3 separate regions of the Mus musculus genome follow, and all the other regions are linked to region 1. Evidence: chromatin contacts called from public HiChIP or PLAC-seq and promoter capture Hi-C data. All regions are on one chromosome and are shown on one strand. Each heading gives the region's core, a stretch centred on a gene start, on an enhancer-like site or on the middle of the called end of the contact. The rest is flanking DNA. Distances are from core to core; before and after follow the strand shown.

The links. Promoter capture Hi-C pulls out the DNA fragments that hold promoters and counts their contacts. HiChIP or PLAC-seq counts read pairs in DNA pulled down with a chosen protein or histone mark.
Region 2: a promoter capture Hi-C map of pre-B cells shows a contact between it and region 1, with 5 times the contacts expected there. The contact joins the promoter of 5830448L01Rik here to the promoter of Arhgap22 in region 1.
Region 3: an HNF4G HiChIP or PLAC-seq map of pancreatic cancer cells shows a contact between it and region 1. The contact joins the promoter of Capn7 here to the promoter of Arhgap22 in region 1. A contact is called at or near these places in 1 of 39 promoter capture datasets (pre-B cells) and 1 of 115 datasets of contacts at active chromatin or transcription factors (pancreatic cancer cells).

What each region holds. Positions count from the first base shown.
Region 1 is chr14:33,215,501-33,218,200 of GRCm38.p6, reverse strand. It overlaps Arhgap22 (Rho GTPase activating protein 22), which reads right to left and starts at 1,378. Exons shown (of 11, transcript NM_153800.4): 1 at 1,356-1,378; 2 at 1,090-1,249. The coding sequence starts at 1,141.
Region 2 is chr14:34,673,234-34,675,933 of GRCm38.p6, reverse strand. It overlaps 5830448L01Rik (RIKEN cDNA 5830448L01 gene), which reads left to right and starts at 1,266. Exons shown (of 1, transcript NR_165636.1): 1 at 1,266-2,700. Wapl (WAPL cohesin release factor) reads right to left here and starts at 2,006. Exons shown (of 19, transcript NM_001004436.4): 1 at 1,574-2,006.
Region 3 is chr14:31,335,217-31,337,916 of GRCm38.p6, reverse strand. Capn7 (calpain 7) reads right to left here and starts at 1,279. Exons shown (of 21, transcript NM_009796.3): 1 at 934-1,279. The coding sequence starts at 1,035.

The sequences.
Region 1 (2,700 bases), core at 129-2,628:
CCACCTAAGGCTGGCTAAACAGAAGTCTCCAGAGGAAGTTGGCAAGCTTGAGGAGGACTGGGGCCCAGAGGACGTTACTGATGGCATCTATTTCTGGAATCCAGCACTCAGGTCTAACCTACCAAAGACACCACCCAGCTACAAACACAACCAGCTCCTTCCTGCCTGAGGTCCATCCTGTGCACACACATTTAAGTCGGGCAGCTCCAGCAGGGTCTACCACCTCTATGACACAGCACCTGCAAGACCCAGCACCTGCAAGACCCAGCACCTGCAAGACCCAGCACCCGTATGATGCAGCACCTGCAAGGCTCAGCACCCGCAAGACCCAGCACCTGTATGATGCAGCACCTGCAAGACCCAGCACCTGTATGATGCAGCACCTGCAAGACCCAGCACCTGCAAGACCCAGCACCTGTATGATGCAGCACCTGCAAGACCCAGCACCTGCAAGACCCAGCACCTGCAAGACCCAGCACCTGCAAGACCCAGCACCTGTATGACCTTGCACCTTCAGGATCTACACCTGTGTGACCTGGCACCTACACGATTCAGTTCTTGAGGGGCCCAGCATCTTCAGGGAATACCAGACCATCATCTGTCAGTGACTCGAACAGACACTAGTCCCACTGTGACTAGCTGCTGCCTTCCCAGAGCTTCCCGGAGCTATTCAATCATCCTCTCTGCATCTTTCAGTTCACTACCAGGCTGGGTGGCTTCCTGGCACAGACAGAGGAGCCTTGGGATGCCCAGTTCTCCCTGTGGAAGCTCTATCCAGTGTCCAAGCAGTCTGTGGTCATGGTGATCCTCATGGCCGTCAACTGTCATTAGAGTCCCCAGCCATTGGAACCCAGGACCCTTGACACTGGAGCCTGATTTCCAGGCTCACAGAGAGCAGATGCTGGGTCATGGCTGAGTGCTGGCTAACCAACTTGTGCTGAGAGCTGAAGGAAGATTGAGTCCCCACTTCATGGTGCCCACAGCCCGCAAGACCAACGAGGCTCCTTCAGTGTCACCGAGCGACCCCACCCTTAAGCACGAAGTCAAGCACACAGGCAGCCATTCCCCACCATAGAGCCAAATCCTTACTGAAGTATCTGGCAGCGAAGGTTCTTCTTTTGCTGGAAGCCGTCGGCAGCATTGCTAGGCTGGCAGTGTGCAGATTTCTCCTGTGTCTTCTCTGGAAGGCAGCAGCCACATCCTCAGGCAGACAAGCTAATTCCCAGTTTCAGTAGCAGGCGATCAGCATCTATAGTAGAGAAATATATTTAGAACGCTCTTTCCAGGCATTTGCCTGGATTTCAAACACGAACAAAGCCTGCTGTGAGGGACAAGTTTCTCTGTGGAGCATGTACCTTGGGGATCTGAGAGCAGACTTGGGGAAGTCAGAGTATCAGTTCCTCAAATCTGTAAAATGGGACCAGCAGTGACAACTGCGTCTCAGAGGGAGAAGATGCCAGATTCATCAGCGGAAGCAAGGGCTCGGTGAGCCAAGGGCTCTAGCTACTAGATTTGATATTTTTCGCCCCCAAGGGAACAACATGGAGCTAAGTAAGGGACCGTGCAAATTGCTCTGAGCATGCTGGCTGGTTCCTGGCTCACACTTTGGCTTGTGGTCCAAGTGCTGGGGTAGACCCCAGGAAAGCTCTGTCACATCCTTAGGGTACCACTTCTCCATTCTATTTTTGGAAATGTGTCATCATTACATCATTTACAGTTGTGGAAAATGGGTACAAACGAACAAACAAATAGACAAAGCTTGCTTATAACTAGCCAAGTGGTATTTCTGCCGCCGTGAACATCATTCACACAGCAGCAGTCCTAGCGACCTAAAATAAAGCCAGGCTCTGAGATGGCAGGCACACTGTCACCTGTCTTTAGGACATATGATACCATTTGCAGATGGAGCCCAGAATGCTCTTCCCCTACCTACCCTGTCTCCAGTGTGCTAGTCTCTACAAGCTGAGCTTGTATGAAGCCTGAAGTTACCGGTAGATCCTTCCAACCTGGGCAGGAGGAGGCAGAAGGAGGCAGGAGGAGGAGGAGATAGAGATGCGGGCTGAAATCGGTCCATCACTGCCACAGAGAACAGAAGCTTGGGGCTATGGACTAGTGCCTGGTATTCTGTGGGTCCTGCTGGGGCAAAATGCTTCTGGTTCACACTTTAGCATGTGGGTATAGTTCCTGTCACTGACTGGTCCCCAGGGAGTGATGGGACAGCACCTGGAATGGAGAAGGCAGACTGCCTTTGGAATAGCAGAGAGAATGAAGCGGTCACTAAGCCCTAAATCTTCAAGGGCCTAAGCCCAAGATATTGGCATGACCTGGGACCCAGGAGCACAGATGGCCTTGAACACACAGCTGAGCTGGGAGTCTCCAGGGAAGTGATGGAGCTGGAGCCAGGAAATGAGGACCCTGGAGTTGGTACAGACCTCAGAGACCCTGAGGGATTTGGGAGTGACACCTTCAGTCTCTCCTGGAAGAGTGCACAGTTTGGAAGCATAGGTGGACGGGGGTAAGGCTCTGAGGGTGGGGGCACCCCACACCCACTGTAGCAAGCCTTAAGAATGAATGCTCTGGGTTCACACTGTAGGTCCAGTCCCTAGCAGGACACAAAGCCAGGTAGGCGTGTAGTATGCCTGTAAACCCAGCAATCAGGAGGTGGGGGCAGAGACTCAGAAGTTCAAGGTTACCCTCAGC
Region 2 (2,700 bases), core at 17-2,516, 1.5 Mb before region 1:
TATTTCTATTAAGTTCTTATAACTTAACGAATCACTATCCAATTTAGTTCAGCAAATATTCAGAAGACAACTCACCACCACCCTAATGTTTGAAAGGAAAACAACTCTGATCAGATAAAATAATAATTTAGTCATCGTACACATCTGTGCTAAAAGAAATTTTAGCTTTCCTCAGAGAGTTTCCATTTTGTAGTTCTGAACACTAACAAGCTTCATTGTCTTTCTTGTTAAGTATAGCCTATTAAACAAAACCAAGTGTAATTGGGCAGCTGCCAAAGGCAAGAAAAGTCATTTCTTTAAGCTGACTACAGACACGCAGACCTACACACATATATACATTCCAACAAAGTTGGAATGTTTTGGGCACACATACATGGCAATCATCTAAAAATGCTGACTAAAGCCAAAAAAAAAAAAAAATCTAGACTTGATCTTCTTTATGACATCTGAAAAACTCACCGTAAAAAACAGTAAAGCATTCACTGTGCAAGATTAAGATCTGCAAATGAATATATGATACTGAGCTAAGTAATAAGACAACTGTATTTTTAAAAGATCACGTCTCAGAAATATTCGCTGATGTATTAACATCATTAAATATTGATGAAATATCAGTGATTTTTTTAATATTAAGGAATGGGGAGCGTACTGATTAGAAAATATGGTTGAGTTATTATGTACAGAATCCAGGAGATATGAGTACAAGAGTTACGTGATTGCTTTTACTGTTTTCCATAACGTCCATTTTAAAAAGTCAGCAGACTACTGCGATGGCATTATCTAAGCTTAACATATGTACAAATTCAGCATATATATTTGGCATGACGTTTTACGCACATTTCAGACACACTATCTTGTTCTGGCTTCAAATTTCACCAACAGTCCTAACTAAAAAGGAAAAGAAGGTTCACAACTGATTGTTTTCGATTTGGGAGGCCTTCGCTTCATCCCAAAGCCCAGCTGACTTTTGATGGAAGTGCACTGCGATTTAAATTAGGGAAAGGGTATACAAAACAACCAACCAACCTCCTTACACTGAAGCTGTAAAGAAACCTAGCCACTTCCAGGAAAGACACCCAAGGTAATGCATTAGGGGGGCTTCAATAAAGAGAGGAGAGTGGAATGGGCAAACAGAAACCCTCACCTGAGGCTGCGAGTGCGCCCGGAGGCTGGAGCCGAGACACCCCTCGGGCTGGACACTCACGCAACTTTTCTCCTCCCAACCCCCACAGCCTAGGAAAGGGATGTCGCTTCGGACGCCCCGGAAGCTTCTGCTACCGAGTCCCCGAAGCAAGGCCTCTCGGTGACGGCTAGAGGCGGAGGAGACGACGGGGAAAAAGAATTCGGGACTCAAATCAACCGGACCGGGTTTGGAAAAGAGAAGTCAAATCAAGTAGCCGGAGAAGAACTCAAAAGGCAAAATTAAGAGGTGGGAAGGGAAAGAGTTTCTTGCGATCCTCCGGTGCCCAACTTCCTTAGAAGCCAGGTGAGCAACGAGCCTCGCGCCGCCCCTGCCGCCTCCACCCGCCCCAACTCACTCCGGGCCTAGGCAGCCGCCCGAGACCTCACTTACCCTCGGCGCCTGGCGGGTGCTTTGGCCTCGGGCCGCCTCCGCCTCTCCGGCTCCCAACGGCCCGCGGGCGGGCGCGGGAGCCCCGCGCGAGAGACCAGTGCCGACCGGTGCCACCGAGAGGGGCGAGGGGCTCTGCTGCCGTCACAGTCCGCGGCTCCGCTTCGGTAAATAGGAAGCTCGGGCGACAGGGGGGGTGGGGGGTGAGCGGCGGCCCCGCAACTTCCCTCCCCACCTCAGGCGCGCCGGCCGGACAGGGCCTAGGCCTCCCTGGCGGCCGCCGCCGGTGCCGAGCCCGCTACGTGCCCCCGCTGGGCCGCCGCCGCCTTCTGCGCCGCCGCCTCCGCCGGTGAATGGTCAGCGCTGGAGTTTGAACAGGGCCCTGAACCATCTCAACGCCATTTGCGCTCCCGGCCCCCCACCTCCTTCCTCCAACAGCCGCTCGCTCCGTCACTCCGCTTCCCACAGGCCCCGCGCGGCCGCCCGACTCCGCAGCCAATCGTACGGCCTCTTACTCAAACCGCCGCGCAGGCGCCGCGCCCCGCACGCGCCGGCTACCACCATTGGTCGGACCGCGTGGCCCGACGGGAGTTGTAGTTCTCTCTTCCGCAAGGTCCTGGTGTCTAAAGCCCGGTTCCGGAGCTGGCGAACGGTATAGGTTCTGGCTAAGGGCCTGCTGGACTTCACCGACTCCGGAGCCAGTCCCAGTTCCTAGCCACGCGACGAGACGCAGGTGCAGCGCGGGAAGGCTCGCGGCACAGTGCAGGCAGCTGTGTCAATCGTTTCCCCTCCAGGGACCCTCCGGTGTCTAGGGACAGAGACTTGTGCAGCTGCGCCGAGCCTGCTGGGCCACCGCCCGGACCTTGGAGGCGGGGAACTTGGGGCCGCCTTTGACCTGGTCTGACGGTGCGAGAGAGCCAACGCAGGTAAACGAGCAGCGAAACCTGGAGCAGTCGGGTGCTGGTCTCCTCGCAGCCGGGATCCGCTTCAGCCGGCCACTTCATCCTCTCTCTCCTTTCTTGTTCAGTCCCCACTACGGAGTTCTGTCCCCTACCTGTTAGCAATGACACCCCACACCCCCACCCCACCCCCGCTCCCCGAGTATTTTATGTTACTAAGGAATTATCGTC
Region 3 (2,700 bases), core at 30-2,529, 1.9 Mb after region 1:
CAGGGCAGGGAGACACCGACACAGACACAACACAGACAGATACACACACACACATACACACACACTCGGGTGTGGTAGGGAGGTAGGATTGTAAAATCAAAATTAAGAAACTTAAAACGAATGATCCTAAAACAAAAGTGTCTAAATATAAGGTAGGTTTTAAAATAAAAATAGTAAAATATTAGCAGAAAGCAAACCACGCTTTACTGATAACACGTAAGCATAAGGGGGAAATTTTTACTACTTCCGTATAATCAAGGAAAAGATGCCCATATCATGACGATACAACTGGAGGGGTGTGTTTGCAAACCTTCAGGACTGGAGAACACAGGATGAACTGCGGAAGTGCATACCCTTTGACAAGCAACTGTGCTCCCCATCATCCAAAACAAGTATCACATTTTTTTTAAAAAAAAGCTCTAAGGATTTTAACTGCACTACTTCAATGCTGGAAAGCCACAACCAAATACAGAACATGCTGTAAACGTAGCACATGCAAGCAACCAAAGGTTATCTAGGTACAATGCAGAAGTGAGATGTCAAAATAGTACAAACGATATGATTCAAGTTTGGGGGTAAGAAGGCGTGTATACACACATACACTCAGAAAAACAATCATGGAGACATACATCGAATGCTAGAGTACGATGAATTTTTTTCCTAATTTACTTTTTCTTTCTACCTGGAACGTGCACTATTAGCATATTCTGACGGATTACCCAAGGTTGGCCTCACATCAAGGGTTGCATCAAGGCCAACAGACAGCGAACAGGGTGTTCACTCCCCATCCCACCTCGGCCGCCACAAGCAGCAAAGCGGCGGGCATCTGCGGCCTGACAAGCCGGACAGCCCCAGCAGGACCCCGCCCCTCCGCCTTGGGTTCCGCCAACACTCGATCGGGTGACGCGGCCGGAGCCGAGTGCTTGTCCTCACCTTGTAGTAAAACACCGCCTCAGAGTAGCGGCCTTCGTGGTCGCGCTGCACTGCCAGCCGCGCGAACTGCACGGCGTCCCGCTCCAGCGCCGACGCGTCCATGGCGCCCAAGGCCCCACGCCGGGGGAGGCAGACAGGCCCTGACGCGGAACCCCGACGCCCGGAGGCACTGCGGCGAGAACTGGGGACCCCGCGGGTGGAGTGGCAAAGTTTACTTTCGAGGGCGGCGGAAGAGATGACGGAGCCCCACTACCTCAGACCCGCCCGGAGGACTGCGAGCTCCGAGCAGCCCGGGCTCGGAGCCCTCGCGGCCGCCCCCACCCCTCGCGTCCTTGCTCCGCCCATCAGCCGCATTGCGCAGGCGCAGTCGACCCCGGCCGGGAGGGGGAGCGCTCCCGCCGAAGCAGGCGGGGCTCAAGGCGATCGTAGGTGGGCGGGGCCAGAACAATGTCCAGTGGGATTGGACAAGAGGAAGCAGGTGCCAGGGCGAAGCTGAGGGCTCCGCTTCCGCCTGCTAGAAAGAAGGTGCCAGTGCCCAGGAGGTTGTTGGAGAGAATCAGGGGATGGCTTGAAAGGAGCATGCGCGTTATGGAGCCCTTGGTCCGCTAAGTGAGAAGGGTAGGCGGAAAGAAACAATCAGTAGCACCTCGTATTGCCAACTGGTTTAATTAGAAATAAAGATATGAAATGAGGCTAGGAGGTGCTTTTGAGATGCTCTGGTAATGTTCATTTGACAAACTAAAGTATGACCTTCTACGGCTCCCCAAGGCACACCGAAGTGTATTGTTTGAATTGTCTACAAACCAGATGATGTATTTTTGACTTGTATCTTAGGGCAAGTTGAAGGTTGTAATTACATAGTAAATGGTAGTGTGGTTGCTTTCTTTTATCCCCTTAAAAGTTTGAATTCAGCAGTGATGAAAATTAACTAATGGCAAGTGCCAGAACTTGGATGAGATTCAAAATCCATGCTGTGTCAAAGTAGCAAGTCTTGACAAAATTATACACTGTATGATCCCACACATAAGAAACATTAACGCAGCATATGGTGACACATTCCTGTAAGCCAGCAGTCTGGAGGCTGTGGTAAGAGGACTGGGCCAGCATGATCTACACAGCAAAAACCCTGAACGACCCCAGGAGGCATATGTCTGTTGTAGTGGAGCACTCTCCGTGCAAACATGAACACAAATCAGCTGGAGATATTGCTAAGAGTTGATTGTGAGCCTGGCTGTGGTGCTCGCTTTTAATCCCACCACTCCAGAGGCAGAAGAAGCAAATCTCTGAGTGCTTGGCCAGCCTGGTCTTCAGAGCTCATTACAGGATAGTAGTGTGGCCACACAGAGAAAACCTGTCTCAGGGAGAGAGAGAAAAGGAGTTGAATTGATTGTGATCCAGTCTAGAGTGGTATCAGCTGTCTTCAAGCTCAAGAAAGACTCCTTAGTGATGCTCATGCTGGTGGTTCAGGATATTCATTATCAAGGTCACAATGGGGTGGATGTTACTACTGAAACTGGTCAGTGTACAGCTAAAGAGGCTGTGGTCAGCATCCCTGAGCATCATGTGTGTCTCGACCCTCCACCTTGCTTGTGCCAGCTATGAATGTCTGTCGTCCCCTTCCTCCATTCTTACAATCTCAAGCCTTAGCAATAAGATTTTCTTCATACCAATCCCCTGAAGGGGCTTTTGTTCCATGTCACCATCCCCTAGAGAAGCTCTTAGTGTTTAGTCTTGGATGGCCCCTCACAAATGAATCATGAGACAGAC